Linked DNA regions of Drosophila melanogaster: region 2 is linked to region 1. Evidence: chromatin contacts called from public Hi-C data. All regions are on one chromosome and are shown on one strand. The core of a region is the stretch at or near the end of the contact, and the rest is flanking DNA. Distances in the headings are between cores, read along the strand shown.

What was found. Hi-C and Micro-C count contacts between places; a contact is called where the count stands out from the background.
Region 2: a Hi-C map of the Kc167 cell line shows a contact between it and region 1, with 2.9 times the contacts expected there. The contact joins the promoter of slgA here to the promoter of Mnr in region 1. A contact is called at or near these places in 8 of 107 Hi-C or Micro-C datasets (the Kc167 cell line, the OSC cell line, the S2 cell line and 3 more).

The regions. Positions count from the first base shown.
Region 1 is chrX:21,279,918-21,282,425 of dm6, reverse strand. It overlaps Mnr (Membrane-bound Notch regulator), which reads left to right and starts at 1,255. Exons shown (of 6, transcript NM_167735.2): 1 at 1,255-1,380.
Region 2 is chrX:21,372,747-21,375,254 of dm6, reverse strand. slgA (sluggish A) reads right to left here and starts at 1,253. Exons shown (of 11, transcript NM_001258863.2): 1 at 1,131-1,253. It overlaps waw (waclaw), which reads right to left. Exons shown (of 5, transcript NM_001031918.2): 5 at 2,110-2,508. bbx (bobby sox) reads right to left here. Exons shown (of 5, transcript NM_001031917.2): 5 at 2,110-2,508. It also overlaps asRNA:CR45612 and asRNA:CR45611.

The DNA of each region.
Region 1 (2,508 bases), core at 6-2,505:
AAAATAAGCGGCGACATGTTGAACTTGAAAAATTCGTTCTGCCTTGCTTATGACAACAACAACAACTGAAAATACATATATATGTACATACATACATATGTATGTACATAAATGTTACAATAGGAAGAGAAGCGAAATCTGACCGAATCTTAAAGTTCCTTACCAAAAAAGTATTGTTTATTGTGCTGAATAGCCTGGATCGGTATTTATTGTACACAATGTATGCATGTATGTACATACATTTGTATGTACATATATTTAACGTGCCAGCAAACCAAAAGTTAAAAGCTTCTGAAAAAATAAGGGAAACCATATTTATGAATCCCTCATATAGGGTATAAAAAAGATACCGTCAGCAGAGTGATCAAGGGTGGGAGTGAGAGACATCATGAGCGGGAGGGAACCCTAATAGCTTTACTAATGACCGAATAACTCATTTGGATTAGAAAAATCTCTGTCCCATAAACGATTCCCAATTAAAATCATAGCGCTGCCAACTTTCTTTTAACTGGCGTTTCTGCTTTTTCTTCTTTGCCTTCTTTTTCTTTTTACTCCGGTGTGAGTAAGTGCCGTTAGTGGTAAATATGCAGGGTATGCAGGAAGTGATGTGATTCTGAACTTTGATACCAATTAATTTATTTGTTTGGCTTTCAGAATGAATCTATTGAAAATCTAAAGATGGGATAAGTTATAATCTGTTACAACCGCAATATGGTAAGCGAATATTGATTCTGCTACATCAGTTAGGTATGTAAGTTTACTTATTGAAGGAAGTGTAAATTTCAAATCACTGCTGTGTCGTGTGTTTTGGTCAATGCTTATGAAATGTGTATTTTTGAAGTTCTATGTTCCTGTCATACATATGTACATATGTATTTATTTCTTCTGAAATAAACACTACAGTTATTAGGCTGATCGCTATAGTTCTAAATTCATTCTATCAGAGCTATCTGAAGTTACACGGTATTCGAAAGCGTTGCACTTGCCACCAACAAAACAAAAACGCACACACTCGCGCACGTGCGAGCGCGACAAAAAATCAAAACAACAAAATCCACGCTGGTAACATCTGCTTTGGCTTGGCATTGAAATCGCGTTGGTGCAACGGCGAGGGCAGGGTATGGTAGGAGGAAGGCTGAACGGGAGCAAGGGAAAGAGCGAGATGATGCGATGCGGGCACGAAGGCCAAATTGCCGAAGATGCCCGAGTCCCCATGAGCCGTTGAACGTGGAGCCGAACCGGTTTTTGGCGCTACACTGGCGCTGCGTTGGCGCTCAGTGCAAAACGAAGCACTGAAGGTGTCAGTTGGGCTCCCGACGGTTTAATTTTTAGCTCCCACAACGAACGCAGTTCTCAGCGATTTTGACGCAAATTATAAACGTACGTAAGCCGGTGATTTCACGAAACGCGTTTCGAATCAAAAGAAAACAAAAAAAGAAAAACTAACGAAAAAAAAAACTGAAAATAAACCCAAAATACAATTAAAGTGCTAATGATTTGGGATTTTTTCTCACAACTGAAATTTTTTTTTATTGTGTTGTTCTTTTTTTCGTTTTTGTGCCATTAAATCATTTTTTCTGCGAAAAAGTGCTAAAAACAAAGTGAATCCAATCTGTGCCGCCAACGTTGTTGCCATTGTTGTTGTGCTCAATTAAAACATATTTGCATATATAGTTTTTTTCGAGTGTGTGAGATCGTGATCGTGATCGTCATCTCTGCTTTGCCTTTTCTAATTCGTTTCTCTCTCTTGCTAATTAGCAATTCGAATGTTGTTTTTTTTAGCTGATTTTATTGATGGATATCAATTAAAAAAAAAAAAAATTTTGCTAAGCGCTTAAGAATTTCGGAAACGCTTTCAACTCACAGGCTCAGTGTTTAAATTGCCGAATTATGCCATTGAACTTGTTAGGAGAAAAGTTTTTAAATTTTCTTTTTGAAAAATCTAAAATGGTCAAACATATTTTCTTAACGTTCCAAACGCAAAACGTTAGTTAAAGAGGTTTAAAAGACTTGAACGCATTAATGCGAAGACGTCTTCAGTGTATTAATTATACTGGAAAAATCATTTGAATTATTTGTCACTTAATTCTAAACCTAAACTCTGTAATGCAAGAGCCATGCTTTAAATGGGGACATACTAATTGCGATGATCAGTGTTGAGTGTTCCACTTTGTCTAGCAATTTCCTCGGAGGTTCTTCGTGTTTCTTTTGTAGGCCGGGTCGTGTAACGTCATCTAATATACATGGCTAATAATCCCTTTCCCAACGCCTCCGAAAGGGAAGGGGTGATGCCGCCTGAAACCACCCACATATCGCGTCTTGTTCGGCGAACTATAAACATTAAATAACAATAATAAACAGCAACAAGAGCCGGGCAGAAAGTTGAAGCAGTTTGTCTAAGTGGCTTGGGGCTTTGTCAAAGCATATAAAATATAATACAATAGAAAGTAAATGGAAGCCGCAACAACAAAGTAACAAAAACAACAGCAACAACAACGGCGACAACAA
Region 2 (2,508 bases), core at 4-2,503, 93 kb before region 1:
CACAGGCATGCCAGCCCCGTTTGCTTCTGATTTTGATTTTGATTTGGAATTTGTTTTGATTTAATTGAAATGCGCCGAAAGCACACACTAATTGGTGTTAATTGCGGCTCTCCTTGATTCTCCCCAATTTTCGTTCTCAGTTTTCCACCCATTAACCCCTTTTCCCTTTTTCATTTTATTTATTAATTAGCAGCCCGCTAAATAATCGCCAGACGGGAGGCTGCAATCAATCGAAAAAACTTGGCGGGTTTCATTGCACAGATTTCATTACACTTCATTATGGGCTATATCAAGTTCTGTCTCGCTCTGGCCGCCTTGGTTAAAGGGAAACAGGGAGCTGCCGTACTTAAATTGCGAATTCATCTGAATGGTTTTTTTTTTTTTGTTTTTTTTTCTTCATTTTTCTTATTTGTTGCTATGCGGCGAATTGTACCTATTATATAACACTGCTTACTGCTCTCTACCTCGCTTTGTAGAGATCCTTTTATGATACGAATACAACGCAGCCACTCACATGTACACTGCAAAATTTCGCTTGGGTTTGTGGGTTTCCTCTATTTGCTCGATATAAATTTTGCTTTAACGGTTGTTTTGTCACTTCAAAAAAAACAAACTACGATACATAACCAGCAACGACCCAAAAACAATAATAAGGGTAAACAATACAATTTTGTAGAATTTGTAGAATTGCCAAATATAGTTTTTCGGAAAAACTCGTGTTTGTTTGACAAACTTCTCACAGCAGCCTGCGAGAAAAGTAGAAAAGTTCCCGTTTCTGTCAGCGCATTTGCTCACCTCACAAAAGACACACAAGTACAAGTACAATTATAATTATTTTTCGGTTTTTTCGAGTCAATGTTGTTCTTTTCGAGGGTTTTTGGTTTTTGCTGCTGCAACAGAGAGCGTGAGCACGCGCAAGGGTCTGAATTCGCGAATAAACTGAAACACATGAAGCGAAATTAAGGCCAACACGGCGAAAGCTCGTCCAAAAAAGCTTGAGAGAAATTGTTGGACCAGTCGGTGAGGGGCAGAAAGGGGATGGGCCACCCCCAGCAGCTGTTTGGGCTGCACGTGAGCGAAAAAAAGAAACCCGATCGAAAATTAATCGCCATCTTGTCAACTCTTATTACCCAATAAAAATCGGCACGCTTATCTAGGCCCCTGGCGGTTGGCCGGGAATCTTCGGTGCTCTTATCTTATCAATGGACTCCCACACCAGCGTCCAACAAAAACGAACCATTCCTTCTATTCATCTCTCTCCCTGTCTCTTTCTTGACAACCGGCGTCTTGCAACACTGGCCTCGCAAACAGGCTTGCTTTACACCCAGATCACTGGAGAAATATATCGATACGAAATATACGCTCGCAAAATTTGAAATTTAGTTTCAGGTACGAAAATTATTCAAAATGTTTCTCTGTGTAAAGAACGCTTATCGTGGACTCAAGAAAGTATCAAACAGATTTATTTTAATTGCACTATTTACGCAAATATAAGGCCACCAAATGAATATAAGTTTTCTAAATCTTTCTAATCGGACCCTCCCAAGCCAAATATTTCCTTTTGCTGTGTGCCGAAAGAAGGGATTTTAGAAAAGTTTGAATTATTGTTAGTTACAAAATTGAGTATCCGAACTATTTGTTACTTTCAGCTCGCAATATAAATATAATATAAATATCGATAGTTATCGCCGTCTCACAAATCTACACACCAGCGATCTCTAAAAATGTCCTTTGGGTTTGTTTTAAGCGATTTTTTCGGTTACAAATTTCAAACATATTACTTCGTATAAAATCTTTTAAACTGATTAAAATTAAAAACAAAGCGATTCGGCTTGTGACACTAACAAAAAAAAACCTTTTACGTCTCAATTTACTTTACTTTAAAATTGTTTATAGAAAAAAGGTAAGAAAGTTAAGAAACATTTATGGCATCAAAGAAATCATGTTAACGTAAAAAAAAACTACAAGAACTATATGCACTCCATATTTTTTAATATACACAATGTATGCGTACATAGATACCAAATTGTTCCCGTATACTGATTACTTACTGGCGTTTCATAGATAAATATTGCAAAATTGGCTCTTCAAAATGAAAATTCCAAGTTTCCATTTTAAAATGAATATATTTTTGTTTGCAAATTGTTTGCGTTTCGACAAATATAGCAATAAGTTACGACTACATATTAGAAATAATAATAATTAACATTTAATGAGCGACCGCTGCTGTTGATTTTGCTGCTTAGCGAACGCGGCCCGAAAAAGGAGAAACTTAACAAGAAAAAAACAGAACAAGTTATTTAAATACCAAATATATACATAGATATATGCGTGTGAAACTGACTCGGGTCTCCTCCTACCGCCGTCATAACAAACAATACATAATTCGCTATCGCCGCGACTCTCTTCTCGCATTCTCTTCGGCTGGCTTGATTTTCTGTTATTACATAATATTATTGACTAAATTGTAGATCAACGAATGTCTGTTTTTCCATCTCCATTGGGCAC